Regions from separate parts of the Gossypium arboreum genome. Here region 2 is linked to region 1. The links are chromatin contacts, called in public Hi-C maps. All regions are on one chromosome and are shown on one strand. Each heading gives the region's core, a stretch centred on a gene start, on an enhancer-like site or on the middle of the called end of the contact. The rest is flanking DNA. Distances are from core to core; before and after follow the strand shown. Region 1 holds the start of LOC108459691 (F-box/kelch-repeat protein At3g27150-like). Region 2 holds the start of LOC108458259 (30S ribosomal protein S21, chloroplastic-like).

The links. Hi-C and Micro-C count contacts between places; a contact is called where the count stands out from the background.
Region 2: a Hi-C map of leaf shows a contact between it and region 1, with 2.8 times the contacts expected there. The contact joins the promoter of LOC108458259 here to the promoter of LOC108459691 in region 1. A contact is called at or near these places in 2 of 5 Hi-C or Micro-C datasets (both in leaf).

What each region holds. Positions count from the first base shown.
Region 1 is chr4:24,248,390-24,255,806 of ASM2569848v2, reverse strand. It overlaps LOC108459691 (F-box/kelch-repeat protein At3g27150-like), which reads left to right and starts at 4,045. Exons shown (of 2, transcript XM_017759092.2): 1 at 4,045-4,485; 2 at 4,714-6,051. The coding sequence starts at 4,747. The coding sequence ends at 5,901.
Region 2 is chr4:24,413,022-24,420,438 of ASM2569848v2, reverse strand. It overlaps LOC108458259 (30S ribosomal protein S21, chloroplastic-like), which reads right to left and starts at 4,073. Exons shown (of 2, transcript XM_017757584.2): 1 at 3,550-4,073; 2 at 2,538-2,808. The coding sequence starts at 3,962. The coding sequence ends at 2,697.

The sequences.
Region 1 (7,417 bases), core at 2,796-5,295:
TGGTATGTGCTTATATGTGGTTTAAAATTGATATAGGTGATGATTTTGGTTGAACATAGGTTAAGTATATTTGGGAAATTATGGTTGATGAATCATGGTATGTTTTGGCAAGGAATTGATGGAATGAAAATGTGCAAATGATGTCTTATTTTGTAATTGATATATGAATGGATTATGCATGGTATTAATTAGTTAATTGAGTACCAAGTTGAATTGATATAATATGTGTATGAAATGTATTGAAATGGTACCATTTTAATTGCTAGGTGTGCATGAGAAAAGGGTGGCAAGTTGGCTTTGCAATTACCCTATTTTTGTCCACACGGATGTGTGTCTCAACCGTGCGGTCATGTTACACGGCCGTGTGTCCTCTAGGGTAGTCCTTCAAATTAAGTTAGTATACCCTATAGGTTTGACATGGCCTAGACACACGAACGTGTCTACTGGCCGTGTGTGACACATGGGCTGGCACATGTGCGTATGGCCGGCTGTGTGACCCAAGTCAGTAACCCCTCCAGAATTTCCACGACCAAGGCACACGGGTGTGTCTATGGCCGTGAGGTACAAGTCAGTATAGGTGCCCTGTTTTCACACGGCCTGAGACACAGGCGTGTCTGGTGGCTGTGTGAGACACACAGACTGTTCACACGGGCGTGTGAAACTTGTATGCATGAAAATTTTCTAAGTTTCCTAAAGTTTTCAAATGTTACTGGTTTAGTCCTGAAACCTCTTCCAAGCATGATTTAAGGTCTCGTAGAGACTTATAAGGGACAATGTGATTACGTTTGATGGATGTTTATGTGTTAATGGATTTTCATATTAGAAATGTAAGATGTATGCTGTAATTGATCAGTAATGCCTCGTAACCCTATTCCGACAATGGATACAGGTTAGGGGTGTTACAATAATACTAACATATTGTAAACATTAAAATAATAATAAAATAAATATTCTCACATCAGTTTGCTATTTGTATTTACTCTTTGAGAGGGTTGAGGCTTAAGGTTTGGATAGAAACCTTAAGGGAGTAGCAATATTAAGATTTTGGGTAGAAATCTTAAGGGATATTGTAAGGTTAAATATTGTTCCCAAAGGTTATCAAATTTGTAAATTTGAGAAAATCCTTAGTTGTGGAAAGCTAAGGTAGTGGAGTAGACAATTAGGGTTGAACCACTATAAATTGAAGTGTTTATTATCTCTATCATTTTCTTAGCAACCACAAATTTTTAAGAAGTCAATTCACCCTATTATTGGTGATTTCGAGTTGAATTATCTAGCTTACAAACATGTATAGCTCATTTGAAGGATGGTTACATCAAAGGTGATAGAATGAAACATATTTCACCAAAATTATTCTTCACTCATGATCTTGAGAAGAAAGGTGATATAAAAGTTAAAAAAATTTGTTCTAGTGATTTAGATCTTTTTACCAAGGTATTGTCAACTTCAAAGTTTAAAAGACTCTACACAAGATTGGAATGCATCGACTCAAAGATGTAATGTGATTTGCCATTAGGGGGAGTAAAAAATACGTTGCACTCTTTTCATTTAACCAAGTTTTGTCCCATTAGGCTTTCCTAGTAAAGGTTTTTGACGAAGCAACTTGTAATAATAGATTATATACTCTTTTCTTTCATTAGGTTTTTATCCCATAGGGTTTTTCCTAATAAAGTTTTTTTTTACGAGACATTTTCATTGATTGACATCCAATAGGAGTGTTGTAAATCCATTGATAAATGGATGTACATAACCTCTTCAAATTTATCCTATTGTAACCCCTAAAGAATGAATATCCATAACCCCTAAATTTATTATCTTATAACCCTTAAATCATTTATAAGGTACCTTAATATTGGTCCTTAATGCTTTGGAACTTATAGTACTTGAAGTCCTATAAATAGAGGGCATGTACAAGCTTATTGTATACTAAGTGAAAGTTGAATCATCCTTTCATTTATTTATCTTTCTTTCTCTCTTAATGCTTGTATTCTTCGTTTGGTTCTATAATATAATCCTCATTCTCCTTTTTAGCACTCATCTTTTTTCTTTTTCTTTTTTTAAATTCTCTTATTCTTTCACACACTTTCTAGAATTCCTTCAAAAAAGGTGATAAATATTTTAATACTTCCAAGTGGGTCTCTCCAATTTGGTAATAGCTTTAATTTTCTTTTCAAGTTTTATTGATTAATTTCAAAAAATTTAGGATTATGACTTTTCTTGTGATAGTTTAGGATCTTTATGCAAGATTACTCATATTTTGATTGGGTAATTGTGTTTAGAGGTTAATTAATATAAATCCTTTAAGAAATTAGGATTGATTGTATTTATATAATCTTAAATTTCTTTAATATTGATTAGAAATGCAACAATCTTATTTAGAAATTGTTGTTGCTAGTGTGATTATTGTGAATCTTGAGTTTGAAATGATACCAAAAAACACTTAAAAGTGATTTTTATTTTTGTGAAAGAAAATTACTAGTTGTATGTTGGCTTCATGAAAGCTTTTGTATTTAAGGCTTAGATTTTTTTTGTTCTAAATGTTTAATAGAAATGAGAAAATATTTTAAAAGAAAATTTATTAGTGAAGTAGAGGAAGAAGAAAAAGAAAATAAAAGTGAATAACCAAAGTGTGATTCAAAACCAATTCAAAAAGAAAAAAAAAATATAAAAAGAGCCAATTTGAGTTTAGCCTCAAAAACTTTTTAGCCGATCCAAGATTGAGAACTAATATTACAAATTACCATTTAAATTTAAATGATAGATATAATATAAAAAGATTTATTTTTAGCAACATTGACAAAGATAAGATAATTAAGTATTCAACTGTTTCAACATATGAGAAAACATGATGCACAAATATAAAAAAGTACGTATTATTTAAATTTATTTAATGTATCTTTTAGTTATTATTTTAATAATTATTTTAATAATCTTATATTTAATCATATATATCGATTTATCAAAATTAATATTATGGAAAGAGAAAACCAAAAGCTTAAGCTAGCAATTAAGGAGAGAGTCCATTGGTGTGCATATGGTTAATCCAAAGGTTCTCCATTATTATTATTATATTGGTTATTAAAACTAATATAATGAGAACATCATTGATATTCGACATGACACTTGTTTAAAACCAATGCAGAAATTTGACAAATAAAAGGAAATTAAAATCCCAAAAGTAAAAGAGAAGGAAAGCTTGACCCACGACTCTTTTTTTTCTTTAATCTTGGAAACCACCTCAGCTTATGTATTAAGTTACAAGTGCCGTACAATAGAAAGCTAGTTTTCTACCGCGCATGAAATGAAATAAGCCAATAAAAGGCTGGTCCATCCACCACCATATCTTTAGCTGCATTTCGAGCTCCTTTTTTGGCTGTTGTCGTTGTTGCTTTGTCGGGTTTTAGCAGCCTTGTTCTTGTCCGTAACATGTCTTCTTCTGTAATATAATACGAAAGGATTAGTGTTGATCGTGAAAAGAATGAGAAAGAGTGCGGTGGCATTATTCCAATTTCCAATTGTCCACTAATGGTGGAGAAGATCTATGAAAGCATCCTTAAAAAGTGGTGGGTTTAGGTAACTCCCTTTTGTTAATTTAATCAATAATTGTTACTCCTTTCACCTCCATGAACCTTGTGGTGTTGGCGACTGTGATTGAACTAGTGGGGGCTTTAATTTCTTGTGTTAACATTTCAAGGTTTATTAACATGCTTTTTTTCCTTATCTATGGGCGAAAGCTGATTTGGCCTTTGTCCTAAATGCAGACATCTATCTTACTCAAATGCTATACCTATTCAACTATGACAATGACTCTTGGATTTATTAAATCAGTGGCAAATCCACCAACACTAATCAGTGGACAGCTACCACATTAAAAAATGTGAAAAAACGAACCCTCTAAAAGAGATGTCCATCCAATGGAATGCCATTTCTAGGCTGTGGGTGTGGCAACTCTCTTCCATTGGTTCTCATTAATCTCTAACCTTAGCTTAATATGGTACAATCTGAATATAAAATATGTAAATGTGATGGCCCAATATTAACAGTGATATTGTTCTATTACTTGAATTGAGTATTGGCCATTCTCAATTTTTGTTACTCTTTGATATCAAAAGACTACATTTTTTCAGTATCTCTAGAAATGAGCCAACCAAGGAAAAGGAGATGTTAATCATGGGCAGCATCAAATATTTGTTTTCTGAATTAAAAACATCTCTTTGACGATTGAAACAATAAATAATAAAACCAAATGCATCATTACTGTAAATCCAACATATGAGCCATTCTAAATTAAATGCCAAAAATCTCCCGGAAATGGGGGGGTTTCTTGCAATTGTAAATTCATTACTCTGATACCCTGTTCTCTTTCTCTATATATCTCTTCTATCTCTTTCTTTGCTTCAAATGTTATAGCTTTTGTTACTATTTACTCTCTACAAACTGTAGACTTCTTTGTTTTTCATTTTATTGACTTACCCTCTCTGATAAGTAAGCTTCTCTTCATTCTCTATATTTCTCTACGTCTAATGTATTGTTTCTGTTGTACTTTGTTTTGTTTTCATAATTTCCAGACACCCTTTTGGTTGTTTTCTGTTATATATATGTATATATTAGTTCATGAAAGGATGCTAATATAATCTGAATATGTCAGATGAGTATATCAGCTTGATCTGAAATAATTGTAAGCTTTATGTCCAACATGCTATGCTTTTGTAGGGTGTTTTCATGTAATCCTCTACCTGTTTTCTGATGAACAACATGGCTGAGGAGAGCTGCAGTGACCCCTCAGATTTAAGATCTCAGGATGTAGATTATTCATATGTTCCTGAGCTCAGTGATGAGCTAGAGAGCTTGATCTTGGCTCGATTTCCGAGGTCGGAGCATTGGAAACTTTACTTGCTAAACAAGCATTTCTCGGATCTTCTAAAGAGTGGCGAGTTGAACAAAATCAGGAAGGAAATTGGGTTCAAAGAATCATCCATATTCATGTCACCTAGTGGCCAAAACTGTTGGTGGGCATGTGATAGGCTGTTCAAGTCTTGCAGGAAGCTCCCAGAGTTACCATCATTGGATATATGCTTTATAAATGGAGATAAGGAATCAGTTTGTGCTGGGAGCCATTTAATTGTATCCGGCAGGGAAACATTTGGTTCTGTCGTGTGGAGATTTGAACTCGAAACAGGTAAATGGTTCAAGGGTCCTTCCATGATTGATCCTAGGTGCTTGTTTGCATCTGCAACCTGTGGCACCTTTGCTTTTGTGGCTGGTGGGATTGGGATGGATACTAGAGTCTCGAATTCGGCCGAGCAATATAACCCGGAGACGAAATCGTGGGAGTTGCTGCCTAGGATGCATCAGAAGAGGAAGCTTTGCTCAGGTTGTTTCATGGACAGCAAGTTTTATGTGATTGGTGGGAGAGATGAGCACAACAATCAGCTCACTTGTGGGGAGGCTTATGATAAGGACAATAACACATGGGAATGGATCCCAGATATGTTGAAAGATGATAGTACTGATAACCAACCAGCTGCAGCCGCTGCTGCGATGTCGCTGCAATCGCCACCGCTTGTTGCCGTAGTGAACAATGAGCTTTACTGTCTTGAAACATCATGCAATGAGGTGAGGGTGTACATGAAGAGCAGCAAGACATGGAAGAATTTGGGAAAAGTACCAGTTAGAGCTGATCTTCATGAAGGATGGGGTGTGGCATTCAAGTCTCTTGGCAATGAGCTGCTGGTGATCGGATTCTCGTCTTCCGTTTCAAGTGGCGGCAATGACAGTGGCATGACTATCTACACTTGCAGCCCGCGGCCGGAGTCGGATGACTTGAAATGGCGGCGCGTTGAGGGCTGCGAAGACCGCCTTAACTTCTTTCTTCTCAACTGTTCAGTCATGGTGGCTTGAATTTGTACTCGCACGTTACTGTTTAATAAGCTTTTCCACATATGGCACCCCAGTCTTTTCGACAGAAATTTTCGGAAAAGACATTAGTAAATCCGTCCCTAAACACGAAAATTTCCTCCAACATTAATCCATTGGAAATAATCTTGAATATTTCTCCATTTTTGTTTTACTTTTTCTCCCCCATCAAAAAAATCCTTTCATCAACATTTAAATTATCAATTATATTAAATTATAAAGATAAGAAAATACCATATGGCCATTTATTCTACTTGTTGATATAGGTAGATGACAGGTTGACACGGTTGTACCGATACTCATAAAAATTGTTTCTTGATTCATCACACATATTAGCTTCATATCAAAATACTTATACTAAGTTGTTGAGTTGTGGGAATTTTTTTAGGTGTGCCATGGCATCCTCATAAATTGTCTATAATTATTTAATGAATTAATCTAAAATCAATTTGAATGAATTTGTTCAGGTTCATTATAGACAATTTTAATAATTTTTTATATTTTTAAATATTTTTATAGCTATTTTATAAGGTTTAATGGCATCAAATTTTAAAAAATTAATAAAGTTTTTCAAACTTTTACACCTAATTGAATCTCTAAACTAACAAAATTGATTAAATAAACCCTTTGATTTACATTATTCAATAGTGATTAATAGCAGCGTGGACATAGTCGTTAATAAACGCCATATCAATACTGTTTGATGACATAACACTATCACATCATTTTCAATCACTGATATGGTAGTGCAATGTTATCCTCGATGGCAAAAAATAAAATATATTTAAAATAAGTACACAATAAATCTAGACATCCATTTGTCCTCTAAATTTTAAAATTATAAAAGATTTTATAAATTTTATAAAAATATTTTATAAAGTTTTATAATTTTAATAAATTATTTTTAGACATTATATAAAATTTACTGAATTTTTTTAATAATTCTAGAATGAATCTAGATAATCGATGATATGTGGCACTACTACATCAACATTTAGCATGATGTGGCACTACCACATTAACAAACAATGTATATGTGACATCTGTTAACGGCCACGTTAGTGTTGTTATTAAAAACTAACTGTCAACGTCAATCAAAGTGTTTATTTGACCAAATTTATCTGTTTAATAACTCAATTGGGAGCAAAAGTTCGGAGGATTTAATTTTTTTCAAAAAAATGAGCCCTTTATAATTATTTGAAAAATAATGTACAAATGAAGATGGATAAAATATTTATTTTTAGGAATTTAATTTTTTAAAATATGATCATGTTAGTGAGAAATATTTGTTATTATCTTGTTATTTTAACATATAAAGATAAAATTTTAGCAAAATCAATTTACTCTTTAATTTAACATATAAAAGTAATTTAAATTTATTAAATAAAAATATAATTCAACTTTTGCGTCCAAAAGATAAATTAAATGAAATCCTTCTGTGCGAGATAATGAATACTTGAATAGTATTTTCTTTTTCAATTTAGTAAAAGTGAAATTAAAA
Region 2 (7,417 bases), core at 2,824-5,323, 160 kb before region 1:
GTTGGTTTTCAAACAAAGATTGCTTACTCAAGGCGTGGTGTGAGTAATGATGTAAGATGCTCAGTTTGTGGTCATGGATATGAAGATGTGCTTCACGCTATTAGGGATTGCGACATAGTGAAAAAGGTATGGTTTCGAATCATTCCCTCTAATAAACTAACTAGTTTCTTTTCAGGTAATTTATAAGAATGGCTTGAGTTTAATTTGGAGAATCATATTAATATCGATTGGGGGAAAGTTAATTGGTCGTGCTTCTTTAGACTTCTTGCTTGGTGAATTTGGATGAACTGTAATATAGTCACTTTCCAAGAAATGCAGTGGAATATAGAGGAGGTTGTTAAATGCACTCAAAAGGGAGGGAGGTCTGGTAGTCATGCATCGAGTGAGGACTTTGTGGGAACAGACAAGTGCATTCGCATTAAGACTGATGAAGCTATTAAAATTAACACAGATTTCGCCTCTACAAATAGAGTTTTGAGAGACCAGAACAGAGATTGGGTCTTTGGTTTTAATCGCAGAATATGAATTTGTTCTATTTTTGAAGCTTAAGTGTGAGGCATTCTTGATAGTGTGACTTCGGCGCAAAAAAGATGTCATGACAAAATTCTGATATAGAGTGACAACATGGAAGTCATTGGGAGCATTAAGGAGTCCTTTTTGAAGGGGACAAATTTTGATTTAATAAGGCACATTTTTCAACTTTTAAGGAAGGAGGCTAAATGGGTCATTGGTTATGTTCTTAGAGAAAATAATATGGAAGCTGATCAAATTACTAAGTTGGCTTTTGATAAAGAGGGAAGATTACAGTTATATGTAGCTTTTCCTTTAGTTTTCTTTCTAGTTTTTTTGTAACACTTCTTTTATTCACAAAAAAAAAGTGTTTACAAATTTTATACATTTAAATAAATTATTTTATTTTTCAAAAAATTATTTTGTAAATTTTTTTACGCATAAAGTAGCATATTCTTGGAATATAATAAAAACACATGGGGCCTAAATAAACTTTAGCGAAAGCTAAACGCAATGTAAATTTCTTTTGAATAGTTAATAATATAATATTCAAAGAAATGAATCAAGACAGATAGTTGGCCCATGTTCATAGTCTAAAGTCTAACATATATATATATATATATTCTATTTGATCTGTTTTCCTACAAGGGATTAATATACAATTTGGTTGAGAACTTCATACTTGTTTTTCCTCCATATAATTATGTGTAACTTATGAATCACCCACCAAATCTACTATATATATTTTTTAATATTAGTTTCATTATAAGTTCTTATTATATCTTCTCCTTTTTTATAAAATGTCTAGAACTACCCTTAAATAGGAGGATAATGTACTTCAGCGCACTCGAACCTACGTCCTCTTATACTGACAACAATGTTGATGCCAATCAAATTAAGACTCAATCAGTAACTAGACTTTTTAAACTGATCAAATAATTTTAAAGTTGTCTTTGATTTTAGGAACCAAAACATTTGGATTGTTTGTGATAATGAAGGGTTTTGGAGTTAAAAGAGTCAAAGCGGATGAAATGATTCACTAAAATCGGGTTTTATATCCTGACTCAGTTGATTCATTTATTAAACTTAGAAAGATGCAGCATCTCTTACTTTATATCTCAACTTTTGTACCAGGAAAGTAACATTTCATAACCTAAACAGCAAAGGAAATGTTGAAAAGGTTGCCTAGATGCCCAATCATTATAAGTTGTCGAAAAGAATGTTTTGCCACTTTTGCTTACTGGCACTAATGGAACAGTACATGTACCTTTGGTTGAACTTTGAGAGTTTGACCATTTTGATTAATTCTTTGTTTCTGCAAAAAGTTTTGCATTGCTTGTTCGTGTAAATAGAGGAAGAGATTCAGCAAAACGATCGATTTCCGATAAACTGAACAAAGAATCCAGGACTTAAAATACTCTCTCTTTCTGCTGTTTGATGCCATCTTTCCAAGACTTATCTTTCAGCCTCTAAAACTGCTATTTTTGTAACTTGGCGTTTCATCTGAGATTTCTGAAGAGCACTGGCTTATTACCTCTAATGGACCTGAGTCCCTCAATGGCTTGCATGTAACATGTAATCACAAACTTATTTAGCAAACACTCAAGGATAAATCCAAAAGCATATACTATATTGTTGAAAACAATCCAAGAAACCATCAATTACAGTATCTCCATAAGCACCTTAGTAACAGAATTCGATTACGTTAGCTCCGAAACACTCCTAGAGATTCAACAATAAGGCTTTAAATCACATGATTTCAGACTCTGTCCCACTCAAATTCCAAACCAACTTAAATTGACACGACACCAGCCAGCAAGCTCCGATATATTTCTCTCATTACGTGGGAACACAAGACATTCCCATGACCAAGAATAAGAACAGTTGTCTCCTTTGCAACTCAAAGTCGGGATTGGAAAAAAGAAAAGAGAAAACATAGACAAACACAAACTTCCACCTGTTCAAAACGGGTTACCTTCCAATAGGTCCAACAAAAACATGGTAATGCGAGGAAGATTTCAGATCAATTTAAGGAATGAAAATCTTGACTTCATTTATGTAAAAAGAAAAGCATAGCGCAATTCAAGTGGCAGAATTCATCCTAATTCAACTTACAATGGACAGACAAAACTGCCAGAGCTCAAAGGCGAAGAAGATAAGTAAATAAAAGGCATGGCAAAATGCGATCAATAGGGAAGGGCTTCATTTGGCATGTCCCAGTTATCTTCGTCATCCTCATCCCCCTTCTTTGTAGATACTTCCTGCTTGTTTGGTTGTGAAAATCTTGCTTGGGGACGCCTGATCACATATGCATCAGAGAAGACATAATCATCACTAATTATTATCAACCAGAGATAATATAACCACAAAACAGAATATGCTCATTGAGAGCTAAGATAAAAGGGTTGGAAATTGACCATGAACTCAAACAGAAAAAGGCAAGGCCTAACTAGTTCATGGAGGATGTAAATGTAGAAGAAACAAATAAAACTACACCAAATATGTTACATGTTCAACTAAGATCAGAAACTGCATAGAATATACCCTTCTTAAACACTACTCTACAAGCTCAAATTTGAAAGCCTTGGTTCAATATACTGAAGTTGTCTCCTCAAACCATATTTAGAAATCAAATGCTGGGGATAACAGCTCAACTGAACACTATGCGCAAAGGAAAACAAAACCAGCTAGGCCTTGACACATTGCATTGGTAAATCAATCACAAGGAAACTGCATAGGCTTCAATTTTCATCGCTAAGAAACAAATACCCAACAATAATTTTCTAATTTTCCCCTTCATATCCTCCAAGCTCCACCAGGGAACCAAAACTGTCTAATCTCATATGAATTCTTCAGCCCTTATCTTTCTTTCCACCCCAATTAAAACCCAAAAATTCCAATGCTAAATTACTCGAAAAAAAAAAGTCAAACAAAAGAGCCTAAGCATATGACATACATTGCATAGCATCCAAAGTTCCTTTCTTTTTCTTCATTATCTTCACACAGTTTACAAAAACAAAGGAAAGGCCAAAATTTTACCTTCTACGATTACGCTTAGCAGCCTCGCGTGACTTACGCTTCTTCTCATCTTGCTTATTCTCAAAGAACCTCCTCCTCTTACACTCTTGAATAACACCAGCTTTCATGACCTCTCTTCTGAACCTGTTAAGCAGTCTTTCTTCAGGTTCATTGTCATCCACAATAACCTGGATATTGTAAGCCGATTTGAAGAAAAGGGTATTGGCATTTGCAAGAGAAGGGCATATAACTGATGACAATTCAGTGGATAAAGAAGAAGATTGATCCTCTGGAGCTGACCATGAGAGAGGAGCATTTTTGGGTTTTTGGGAAGAGAGTGAAAGACTGTTGAGAGCCGGTGGGGCTTTGGGTGGAGAAGGATTAGGAGGTAAAAGGAAGGAGAAGAAGTTTGAGAGTGAGAGTGAAGTAGCCATTGTTGTGGCCTGTGGTGTAGATTGATAGGCTCAGCCTGGCTTTGAGTTTTTCAGTTTGTGGATGTTTTCTGACTCTCCTTTCTCACATGGACACTATCCCTTTATGTACTATTTGAGGATAAGCTGACTCGGCCTTGATTGACTCTTAAAAGTTTAGGCCAACTTTGGGTCTTAAATTTTATTGGGTTCTAAAAGATTTTGGGCCTTTAGCCTTTTTCGAGTCTAAAAAATTAGGGAGAGGGAACTTAAATTTTTTTTTGTCTAATTGGAACTTAAATTTAGAAACCGTAAATTAACTTGATGCTTCTTTTAGGTACTTTACTAATTGTTAAAATATGTCGACGCTACATTGATGACAAATAGCACGAGCACACATCGAAGCCTTATATTTTGATACATGATAAAATAAAATAAAATGTTTAAATTTATAAAAATTATAATTTTTATTTTTTCACTTGTAGAAATGTGAGATTGTCATGTGCTATTATGTTATTGAATGTCAATGTCACGTCACATATTTTAATTGTATTAATCAAATACTTAAAAAGTGTCAAGTTAACTTATGATTTCAAAGTTTAAGTATCAATTAAATAAAAAATTAAATACTAAATTAATATAAATTGTCAAATTCAAATATCTTCGTATATATATATATATATCCAAGTTGATATTACCTATGATTATTTGGAAACAATGAAAATAGCTAATAACCTATATATATATATATATATATATTATAAAATTAACTCTTAATGAGTGTTTAAGAATTAATAGAGGTATTTTAAGTAGTATAAATAATTAATAAGGGTATTTTAAATAATATAAAAAATAATAGAGATATTTTATGTTGATTAGGGATATTTTAAGCATTAGAACTTAATAAGGAAATTCATGTATTTTCTAAAAAATAATCAATTTACTTATAAATTATAAATTTTATTATTATAATTTTTTTATTTTTATTTAATGTATATGTATCTATTATATATATATATTCAACTGTTTTTAGAGTTACTGAAGTAAATAGATATATTTTGATATTTCAAGAATATATTAAGGACACTTTTGATATTTTATAATATTAATTAAGTTATTTATATTTATTACTATACTAATATTTTTAAATTGTGTTATTGTATTTTTATAAATGTTGTTTTCATTGTATTTTAAAGGCATTGTTAATTAAATAAGTATCATTGTTTTTACACATGGTCAAAATAATTATTTAATCTCTATATTATATTATTGAGGTTAGAATTATGGTTAGCTTTTTTTTTAGGGGTATGTACGAATAAAGGTCTATTTTTAAAATTATTTACGGAAATAAGCCATTACTAAAATAATTACGGGTACGGATTGAAAATAAAAAAATACATTGACATGGATGCGTTTTTAAGGGATGACCCCCAAAAAAAGGCTTTCATGTCAGCGCTTTTTTCCTTGTGTTAGGTAAAATCATGTTGACATGGACACGCTTTTGCTGAAAATTTTAGAAAAGGTCATTTTTTTAAAAATATTACAAAAATAGACTAATTTTTTTTAAATTTACGAGAATAAGACTTTATTAAGACCCAAAGCGGCCTCACCATTTTTTTTTTTGTGTACCACCAATTAATGTGGAAATAAAACTTGCAAAACATATATTTATATAGAATCAAAGTCTCATTTCCCTTGTTTTCTTAAGCAATGTGGGATGTAAGATATGTGTATATATAGATTCATGAATAAGTTTACAGCTTGTTCGTAGACAATGTGACATTCTTTCATATTTTAACTAACACCATAAGATTAAAGGCTATACTATATTTTATAATCTTTTACAAAACAATTTCTATTTTTTATATTTTGTTAACGTTTTCTCATATTATAAAATTATCTTTTGATATATTTAACCTTATTGTATTCTAGAATTGTTTAGCACTTAGATAGTTTTTGTTTTGTAATTTTAAAACTTGATATCTCTTTTTAAATATTTTACTATACTCATTAATTTTTAATCCTAATTTTAAATTTAATTTTCATCACCTAATGAATGCTGATAAATTTATTTCAGATATATTTTGACTATATAAATAATCTCTTTAAACATAATATATATTATGTTAAATAAGTTTTTATAGAAATATATAACATACTTAAAATATAATAAATATTTTCATATTTTTATATCTAGATTAAATTACATTAGTAGTCACTTAACTATGATTTTTGGCTATCGAATTATAAAACTTATAAAATGATCACTCAACTATTAGTAATTTTTTGGTCACCTAATTATCTTGAATTTTGAGGTATGTAACAAAAAAGATAAATTTGAATAGTTAAATGACAATTTTGTAAGATAAATTTGAATAGTTAAATGACAATTTTGTAACTTTTCATAAATGATGATTAAAAAACATAATTAAATGACTATTTTATAACCTTTTATAATTAAGTGATAAAAATTACCTTAAATACATAAGAATAGACAACTTCATAATCAATTTTTATATTACATACGTATAATATTCTTTATATGTAAATGATTTTTGTTTTAATATAACTTTCATTCATTTGAAAAGAAAACAAATGTATATGAATCGATTCATTAATAATTTCAAACCTACATATTATATTGATTGTTTGCATCAAGTTTTAGTGTTCAATAAATAAACCTATATAATCTTTTTAGTGAATATCTAATAATATTAGTATTGAAGTATATAAAATGAGATTGCTTTAAAAAAACAAATATAACAAAATAAGATTGCATTAATGCCAAATACTATATAATCTTCCACACATCCTTCAAAACACATTTATTTCAAACCCATTTGATTATCTTCAAGCAAGAAGAGACCAAATCCACATCATTTTATATTTTATAATTTTTTTACTTATAGAGTTTAAAAATTTTATTTATAATGTAACAAATGTTAACTTTTTGTAAAAAAATTTAAACTCTATAAGTAAAAAATTATAAAATATAGTGTAACCTTTAATCTTATATTGTTAGTTAAAAGAAGAAGAAATCCCACATTGTCTAGGAACAAGCTGCAAACCTATTCATGAGTCTATATATACACATATCTCACATCCCACATTGATTAAGAAAATAAAGGAAATGAGACTTTGGGTCTATATAAAGATTTGTTTTGTAAGTTTTATTTCCACATTAGTTGGTGGCACCAAAAAATAAAAAAAATGGTGTTACCACTTTGGGTCTTTATAAAGGTTTATTCTAGTAAATTTTCAAAAAATTGTCTCGAGGATTTGAGGATGGAATTTGAAATGTGATAATCGTAATTTGTAAGTTGAAATTAAAATTTGAAAGATTGTTTGAATAAAATTTTGAAAAGGAAAATAATTTTAAAACTTAAATTTTGAAAACACAAAATTTTAGAGAAACGAGTTTTGATCTATGAATTGAGTATTTCAAGTCGTGCCTTTCATTCTAAATCTGATAGCCTTTT